Linked DNA regions of Gossypium arboreum: region 2 is linked to region 1. Evidence: chromatin contacts called from public Hi-C data. All regions are on one chromosome and are shown on one strand. Each heading gives the region's core, a stretch centred on a gene start, on an enhancer-like site or on the middle of the called end of the contact. The rest is flanking DNA. Distances are from core to core; before and after follow the strand shown.

What was found. A called contact is a pair of places that touch in the nucleus more often than the background predicts.
Region 2: a contact with region 1 is called in a Hi-C map of leaf, with 7 times the contacts expected there. The contact joins the promoter of LOC108465013 here to the promoter of LOC108467224 in region 1. A contact is called at or near these places in 2 of 5 Hi-C or Micro-C datasets (both in leaf).

Annotation. Positions count from the first base shown.
Region 1 is chr2:102,904,796-102,909,587 of ASM2569848v2, reverse strand. LOC108467224 (probable 26S proteasome non-ATPase regulatory subunit 3) reads left to right here and starts at 2,856. Exons shown (of 9, transcript XM_017767809.2): 1 at 2,856-2,998; 2 at 3,122-3,210; 3 at 3,370-3,560; 4 at 4,000-4,137; 5 at 4,204-4,340; 6 at 4,509-4,563; 7 at 4,636-4,746. The coding sequence starts at 3,132.
Region 2 is chr2:103,123,515-103,128,696 of ASM2569848v2, reverse strand. It overlaps LOC108465013 (protein CHAPERONE-LIKE PROTEIN OF POR1, chloroplastic-like), which reads left to right and starts at 2,544. Exons shown (of 3, transcript XM_017765315.2): 1 at 2,544-2,954; 2 at 3,711-4,071; 3 at 4,638-4,960. The coding sequence starts at 2,625. The coding sequence ends at 4,813. LOC108462559 (probable hexosyltransferase MUCI70) reads left to right here. Exons shown (of 8, transcript XM_017762503.2): 7 at 259-443; 8 at 559-1,125. The coding sequence ends at 887.

The DNA.
Region 1 (4,792 bases), core at 1,607-4,106:
AGCTACCTTACAAACATGGGTTTGGATACGAAAGCATGGTTAGTTGCCATCCTTTCCTAATCGTGGGAGTTCCCTCTTATAAGAAAGTTAAAATATCATATTGTAGATTATTTTTAAATAAGTTATAATGCCAGACTACTAGTACTTCAAATCTCTTATTGCATATGTTAGAATAGATTTCAAGGTCGTTTGGACCATACGTGCTATAAGAAAAACTTGACACGGATGCGACAAGAAATCGAATAACGAGCTTATAAAAGGTATGTTGATTTTGTTTTCACATTCAATGAAATTCAGTATCTTGATAATGAATATTTTTGCAATTTCGGTGGATACCTTAACTAGACAACATAATGCTTACCATTATACCAAAGATTGCTTTTAAGTAGTATGTGTTATTCAGGGTGTAAATGCCCATAATTTATTTCTACATCATAGAGTAGAAGCACCTTAATCGAGTGAAACGCTAATTCGGGTTCACCCAAGAAATTTCGGTGAAGCCTTAGAACATCGAGCAACTCCATAAGGTAGATATAAAGAGGCAGAAGAGTCATTAGTTGATGAAGCATGCACCATGGATTGAGGTTTGAGACAAATGAGCTAAGTAGAGCATATATGGGGAAATTATCAAGGTGTCACGTGTGAATATGATATGCGAATTATGCAAGTATACATTTCGAATTAAGTAATAAAGTGATAAGTGAGATCGTCTCCACAGGGACCGGATTAGGTATACAAATGGTCAAGTTACTATAATAAAGTTAGATTAATGTTATAACAAAATAATGATAAGAATGTAGTGGTAAACAAAAGGAATATTAATGTGAACAAAATGTGTAACTGATGAATAATTGAAAATGCCATAGCAATGCAAGAGTAAAAATGCAGTGGCAATTACGAAAATAATTATATGAATAATATGTAATTGAACAAGTAAACAACTAAGGATGCCTTGGCAAATATACTATGGCAAGGGATAAGGGATATACGATGTTGATATGGAAGGTTGGAATTACTAAGAATCTACCCTTACTGTCAGAAATGCCTTGGCAAAATCGTAATCAATCTATTGCTTAGAAGATTTCCAAAGTGGTTTACTTCTTTCGAGAGCAAAAACATCAAGTTACCTTGTTCGTGCCTATAGGCCTTTAATACGGTACCTTGCACTATTTCCTTTTGTATGAACTTTGCTCTATGTCTAGAGTCAACTACAAGTATCTATCGAGTACTTGCTCATATCATTCAATTTTGGTCCAACTAATCCAACTTTTTCAGAATTAAATTAGTTTATAGGCATGTTGTACAGTTGTCTATGTCTAAGGATATAATTTTGAAAAAAAAACAATTGAATGAAACAGTAAATTAATTCAGATTTAAGTTTTAACCATTAAAGAAAATAAAGGTTTCATCAAGTAATCCCAACCCTATGAGATTTAACTCATGGGTTGGCAAATAGAATTCAAAACCAAAATATCATTCAACATGGTTTTCATCAAATTAATTCACGGAGAAATAGTTAAGAAATAATAGAAGAACATTGGGAAGATAGTTTTCGTGTGTCCAGTTCACACTCTAGTGGCACAGTGTCCTGTGGTGGTTGAGAAGAACTGCATTCGTCTTCCTCTTTCCGTCTCTACTCAACTGCTACCTTCTCGTTTCCCTATGGATCTCCAACCTTATTCGTCCTTTAAGGTTTCCTCCTTTAGCTTTTTATAGCCTTTTCCTTAGGGTAAATCTAACAACCCATGTTTATCTTCTCATCTTTTTAAATTCTTTTTTTAATAACCCAAGATTATCTTATCCTCTTTTTTAGGTAGATTTTTCCAGTACAAGTACAATTTGGCTGAAACTAGTATGCGTTGAGTATTGACTCGGTCTTCCTGGAATTGTCACAGCATCTGTGTTGACAAAATGTCCAACCTTTTGCCTCGGCAAACCTTCACTCATTTATTTCTCATTCCTCAACCTGTACATACCAAACCACCAAACACAGCCCTACCACAAACAATTAAAATTACCTAATATTTAAACACTGTCCAAGCTCCTAATGCAATGATAAAAATACTAATGAAATGTCCTAAAATGCAACTAAATGTACATAGTACAAGCAATTGGCTAGGTCTAAAGGCATGAAATATACCTCTTTTCAAGAGTTATCATTAGGATAGTATTTTTTATACCTCTGAGGTATACATGCAATGGTTCAGTCAGGTGGGCCACGAGCGATTCTATCCGTTGAAGGAATATTTGATAGTAGGGGAACAACGTGTATCGTCAAGTCATCGACAAACACATCATCAAGGTCATTTCTGAGCATGCTAACCTTCTAGTCAAACCTGGACCCATCAACGCAGCGTCGACCCTCTTGCCTTTTCTATGTACTATTCTTGTAAGCTTTCATACTATGTTGGCAATAAACTTGGAGTAGTCATTTACAAATAAATGTGGGCTTGAGCAAAATATGAGACCCATATTTCAATTCGGGTTGCGCTTTAACAACTATGTATGGTAGTTGGACCCAAGCTAGCCCAACCTAACATGAACACTTTTAGTTAGAAGTGATACTTCAACTATTAATTGTCTCATTTACCCAAAAAATGTATGATATTCAATAATAAAAACATGACACGTATCACATTTTATTTGTTGGTATTATTTTTTTAAAATTAAAAAAACCCTTTAAGAATCAATCTTGGAGTATTGTTGAATTAATGAATAAAGCCTTAATTTTATAAAGTTATAGTTACATAGATGAACCCACAAGACAGGATCTAACAGAATAATGGGCCGTGGCCCAATATAGAGTTTATTTGGGCTCTCTAGACCTATTCTATAATGACTTCTGATTTCCATATAAACGACGTCGTTCAGTCCGGCCTTTTTCGCTTTCTTCAACTCCTCTCACAAGACCTACTGCTGAAGAAACTAAAACCTTAGTCCACTGCAGGCTCGGCTCTCGATTCCCCCAAAATCCAGCTCTTCCTTTCGTGAATCAAAGGTAATTTTTTTTTCTCGTTTCCCTTTGTGCTTTTTCAGTTTTAAGCATCTCCCTAATCAATATTTCACCTTTTTTTCCCCTTGATTTTCACGTCAAAATTCGTTTTCAATTTGCATTTTTCAGATTCTCAAAGATGACTCAAGATGTGGAGATGAAAGAGCAACCAGCTCCGTCCAATTCCGTTCCTTCCTCTTCTCCTTCCACTTTGCACCGTAAGTACAATCTATCTATGCTTCTATAACATCCAAATATCTCTAGCGCATATTTTTTTGACGTTTGGTGATAGAAATCTGATTTTCTTTTAGCGTTTTCTGGACTGGTAACTTGTGGGTTTTCACGGATTTGAATAAAATTTTCTGGGTTTCTGTTAGATTTGAAGGAAATTGCGTCTCTGATTGAGACCGGTGCTTATGACCGTGAAGCTCGCCGTATTTTGAGGGCTATACGACTTACAATGGCTTTAAGACGGAAGTTGAAGGCATCCGTGCTTTCCGTTTTCCTCAGTTTCGCTCTTACCCCTGGATCCGAGGCCTTCACTCGTCTTTCTTCTTATCTTCCTAAGGTAATCTTTTGAAGGGGACATCGTAATATTCAGTTATTGATGTGGAAGTGTTTTTCCCCCTTGTGGTGAAGTGATTGCCATTCCATCCTCTTAGATTAGACATGATGTCTTAGTTAATTAAAAGCATTGAAGTGCAACAAATGCTAAAGATAGAAAATAATTGGTTGCATCTTTGAAGTTAATTTTTGGTGATTTGCCCTTTGTTTGCACTCTGTTGTGAGGTATGATGTTATTTTCTCCGTTGTCACCTTCACCAGTGTATTAGGCTTTCTGGTTCCAAGTTCAAGGAAATGCTTTAGTCGCCAGCCTAGTTTCTCTGTCAGCCAGTCTAGTTTCTCACCTCACAGAAATAATTTTTGTTTATGAGTACAATGATTGTAAGTTAATAAGTCCTGAATTAATTGTTCTTTTAAGAACTCATGGTTTGAATTTGTTTCAGGAAGATGAGAATGAGATGGAAGTCGACACTGCAACCTCCACAGCTCAACCTCCTGCTAAGCATTCCTTGCCAGAGCTAGAAATCTACTGCTATTTGCTTGTCCTGATATTTCTGATTGATCAAAAGAAATATGATGAGGTACATTAGCAAATAATTTCATCAGGATGTTTCCTGTTTCTTGAACATGATGTTATCTTGTTTCAGGCAAAGGCATGTTCCTCTGCAAGCATTTCTCGGCTGAAGAATTTGAACAGGAGGACTCTCGATGTTCTAGCTGCTAGGCTGTACTTTTATTACTCTCTTTGCTATGAACTCACTGGTACTCTTTCTGAAATTAGGAGGTGAGCTATACTTGATTCATTCCTAACTTTTATCATATGTTGTCTTTAGCATCTTTTCTGATGTGCGTTTCCTTTTAAATAAACCTCAGCATGTTATAGTTCTTTTATTCATGATCAGAAGTACATATGACATTCTAGGTCTAATTAGGATGATCTTTAATTTGACAGTAACCTTCTAGCCCTGCACCGGATTGCAACATTGCGCCATGACGAGCTGGGTCAGGTAAATTTTCAAACATTTGAGCAATTATGTCTCTGAAAGGATCATATTTTTAAATATATCGTTCTCATGCAGGAGACTCTTCTTAACCTGCTACTTCGCAATTACCTCCATTACAATTTGTATGACCAAGCTGAGAAACTGAGATCAAAGGCACCTAGATTTGAAGCTCACTCAAACCAACAGGTAAGTCACGGTTTTTTGTTATCTTTTTGTCTTTTAACAGTAAATG
Region 2 (5,182 bases), core at 1,295-3,794, 220 kb before region 1:
ATTGCTGATAGATTGAGTTAAGAGTTTTCTTAAAGAAGTTGATAGATTGAGTTAAGATTTTTCTTAAAGAATCTAAATTTGCGAGAAGCATGCATTATGATCTTTTGATATAACATAAATTTTACCTGTTTGAAAGAAAGCATTCAACCAATAACCTTTCTGGTTAGGACTTACTGATTTATTTCTCCCAAGCTATATGAAGTTTGAATTATTATCATGATGCAGAAGCTGTTAGATTGAATTATTTCTTATTGGCAGATACTTATGGCATGATAAACATACTTATGCGATTGCTCGGCACAAACATCATAAGAGTATATATGAGGAGGCTGATGCAAACAAACGGAGAAAGCGATATGCCAGACCTCTTATTGATCTGCAGATGAATATATATTACTATGAGGGAATGGAGCCATGGAGTTTGAAGAAAAATACTATTAGTGGTACGAAGGGATACATATTATTCTTACACAAAATCTGAGTTCATAAAGAATGTGTAATATTCTTGTTATTAGTTCTGTCAATGCAAACTAAATATTTCGTCATAACCAAGTGCAGACGTGCCTGAGGGAGCCATAATTATAAGGGAACATACTGCTCTGAATAATTTGTTCAATTGCTTGTGGTTCAACGAAGTCAATCTCTTCACACCAAGAGACCAGCTTAGCTTTGGTTACATTGTTTACAGGTTAAGGGGCTTGTTTAAGTTCTTTATGTTTCAGAATTGCGAGTACAATTCACTATTTGTCTTGCACCTGCATACTCGAGAGCATTCTTCTAAAGTAGAGTGGATTAAAAGTTTGAGCGAATTTAAGGGAAATGGTAGTAGCATGAAAGAGAGTCTGAGGCGGATTTGGCTTGTGGACTCCCTATCCAAAGAATCTTGATTCCGTTATCCTCCCACCAGTGGTAAGAACATCAAAAGCAGGCTGATGTTTCTCATTAGCTAGTTATTCTTACATCTTTCGAATTTGAAACAATTATTGAATGAGTTCTTTTATGGATCCATCCCTGCTTAACATGGATGCTCTTGTAAACTACTGTATATAGTAGATGGGAAACAAAGAAAGTTGTATCCTGAATATGATTTGTTTTGAAGTTAGCTGTTATTGTTTCAGCCTTGCATATTCTCCAAGCCCATAGGTGCATTCATAATTTCATATATACAATATTTATATTAGATTTACCTAGGAAACTAATCAGTTGGCTGATAATCTGTTTTAAGCCTTGTATTTTGGTTCCTAAGTGCTTGAATGTGAGGCTCATCTTCCTCGACAGGAAGTACAATGGAAAAACTATGCTTATTAGTGATATTGCATTATGAAAAAATTAACTCTGGTAAAAAATGATCTAAACTCAAAGCAAAAATAATTTAAAAATCTTAAAATTTATATACTGGATTTAAATTGATCCACATTGACCATTTACTCACAGGCAAACATGTTTCCTGTCCATGTTATTCCTTTATACCATAACAAGTAACTTGCTGACGGACTCTTCATTTCTTTGTTGACTATTTTAGTTTGGTTTGATTAGTAAACTGGCTCCAAAACCATATTCTAATTTTAAATTGATTTTATTTTATTTTTGTCTTAAGTGATATTGAAATGATTAATTTTATTTTATTTAGAAAATACCACATCCAACAAAAATATAGTTTGAATAATTATTAAAATTACAATAAAATGAAAAAGAAATTGTAACTAGAGCATCTCAAATATTATTATAATAAATGGATAAAATTGAATTAGTATAGATAGAGCATCTTAATTATTTGCTTCAATTACGACTTTCAAACTCTTTTTAATTTTCTTGTTTTAGAAAATTTGTTCTAAAATATTAAGCTAAAAGAATGAGTTCGAACAAAATATAAATATGTTTAAAAATAGGCTCATCTCACGCTTGAGTTCCATTCATTCTGTTTTTAATTTTGTAATATACTATGTTATGTAATTTATAACCAAAAAAATATATTAAATTTATAGTAATATATAATACTATAATGTAAATATTAAAAAATATATTAAGTGGTCTATGTATAAAAATTTAATAAATGCAAAAAAAATATTAAATTCCTAAATTAAAAATAATATAAATATTTTAAAAATTTTAAAAATAATATGAGTAAATTTAAAACGGGCTTGGGTTAACTATTTGTAAATATAGATAGGTTTAAATAAAATTTTAAGCTCATATTTCGAGTTAGGTCGAGCTTGAATTAGCATAAAAATGCGTTAATTCCATTCTTAAACTCGGTCCGAACCCGACCTGAGAACTATCTTTAGTCCAAACTATGTAGCATATATGTATCATTTTGTTGTTATCAAATTTTCTTTTGTGTTTTTGCTCTATTTCAACTAATATTGACTTGTACCATCAATGGATATAAAATATTAATAATTTAAACTAATTTTAATATTTTTATCTTAATTGTTTTTATAATTAAATTAAAAAATAAGATAGGATCATTTAACTAATTAATTCAACTTAATTACAAATTACAAATTTATATTTTGCATATATAATACCTATAATATATACAACATACTCCCAATTACTATTACATTGGCCTTATATTTTGTTGTCCAAAAATATCAAATCCTTGCTTTTTTTCTTCTTCCGAAATGGCTGTACACACACTCTCCGTCCGGCCTGACCGTCTAACTCCCGGCTCCCCTATTCCCAGACCGCCGGTGCGCCTCCCTAACCAAACCCACCCTTCTTTAAAACCCGCTAAAATCGAGCCCTGGAGAGCCGCCGCAATCCTCCATACGCGACGACCATTAGCCGCTCGTGCCGGTTCACGAGCTGATGACTCCGCTCCGTTCGAGATGTCTGTTGAGAACGCGCTCAATCTCCTTGGAGTCTCCGAAAGTGCTTCTTTTGATGATATTCTTCGCGCCAAGAATTCGATTGTCGCCTCTATTAAGGATAACCAAGAAGCTATCGCCCAGGTTGATTCATTGCCTTTCTTTTTTCACATTGAAAATTTTAAGATTTGGGTCATAAGTGTTTAAATTTTGGTCAAAATATTGATAATTTTGCTTCTGAGTATTGAACTTATTCATATGTATTATTTTTCTTTCTTTTGTCATTCACGTAAAGTTTGATGTTTTGGATGGTGAGTTTTTAGATATTCATGAATATATTTGTAGAAAATTTTTGAGATCTGTCTCTTTGGTATTGCAGGGGCTTATTGAATGTTTCCTTCATAACTTGTTATCTTTTGTCATCTGTTATATGAGCTTTGTAAATCAACAAAATTCTGACTTGTATTTATGTTTTCAATAGGAGTTTCAGTTTTTTACTTTGTGTATTGCTTGGATTTTGAATTGTTCTTTATAGAGCACTTTTCCAACCAGAGAGAGAGAGAGAGAGAGAGAGAGAGAGAGAGAGTTTTCTGTATAGCATGTGCTTTCCCATTTGTTATATATATATTTAGGATGGTGCCTAGTGGAACATTTCCCATTTTTTAGATTAAACAAATATTATATCATTGCAACAAAGTGGTCCTATGATGCTTATGGTGGTTCATCTATGCATGTTTTTCTCACTTAACTGATAAGCTTGTTTTTTTTTTTTTTTTTTTGGATGAATGTGAACTGTATATTTTCTATTTTATTACATCTATTCTTTTGTCCGGTGAGGATATTGACTCCTGTATGGTTCTCTATAGTTTTGCTTTCTTAATACTTTGATTTGTGTTTTAGGTTGAGGCTGCATATGACATGTTGCTTATGAGGAGCTTAACACAACGACGAGCTGGAAAAGTTGTAGACAGAAGCATTAGATTTGCAGATGTTAAACCTGTTAATCCACTTGGGGTGAGATCAATGCCTCAGTGGGTGCAAACGACTACGAAGAATTTACCTGTTTCAGTTGAAACACCATCTACAGGTGATTTGGGCTTACAAGCTGGAGTATATGGGGCTCTTATGGTCCTGACGTATGTGAATGAAACTTCTACATCCTCTGCAATTCCTTATGCCGGACCTGATGTTGCTGGGCTTATCTTAGCAAGTAGCTTCGGAGCTTCCTTGTATTTCATGACCAGAAGGAACTTGAAGTTAGGTAATGTGGCTTCTTGCATATATCATAGAACTTTAGTTATATGTTATTTTCTCAAATATGAAAGTTCAGTTGCTATTCAGATTGTTTTTCATCTTAAATGGAGAAGGAAAGAGGAGGGATCAAGAGAGAAGAGCCGAAACATTGTATATGATGGCAAAATGTATATATCATGCTGGCAATTTACTATAGTTCAAGCCACATTAGTTATTACTTTAATAGCATTTATTTGTATTCAGCTGTCATATGGTATTGCTTGTGAAATTTTATTTCTAGAAATTCCCTGAATTCCCCTTATCAATCATAGAAGAAGATTTCTCATGGTTATAGGATCGTACTGAATTTTTAGAAATTTTGATTAATTTCTCTCTATGAGAACGTTGACATTTTTCCCCAAGTAGAGATGAAGCTTTGCTAGTGAAGTCCTTTAAAGCAAAAGGAAGTTGGCACCTTTGGGATTTTATGACCCTTTCTTCCAATATATTAGATTGCCACTGCATACTTGTGTGAGTTCCGAATTTGTTTAAACTTCAGTTTGGAAAAAAATATATCATTTTTCCCTTATGCAGGTAAGGCTACATTAATAACTATAGGGGGGCTTGTTGCTGGTGCAGTGGTGGGATCAGCCGTTGAAAACTGGTTGCAGGTAGACATAGTCCCATTTCTTGGAATACACTCTCCAGCTACTGTAGTTGGTGAAATTATACTCTTCTCTCAATTCTTGGTCTCTCTCTATCTACGGTAGGAATAAGTTGGATGTTTTTGTTATTTAAATTGTAAAACCTGTAACTATTCATTTTCATGATCATAATCAAGCCTGCTAGGATGTGTATCATTACATGTTGTACAAAATTACACTTAGAAGATAATGAAACTCCAATCCTTCTGAATACCCGATATTATGTTTGAACGAGTAATTATCTTTTGTTTGATGGGTTGGCTCCATTATTTTCATGCATTCCTACTGAAGAGATCGGTTTTAGTGCTAATGCATGGTACCTGTGAGCGCTCACTTTCTTTTTGCATCCAAGCATTGTGGAATAAAACCCAAAAGACAACTTTTACTGAAAAGGTGGATAGTGAAATGATGAAGACAACTCTTCTACTTGTGTGT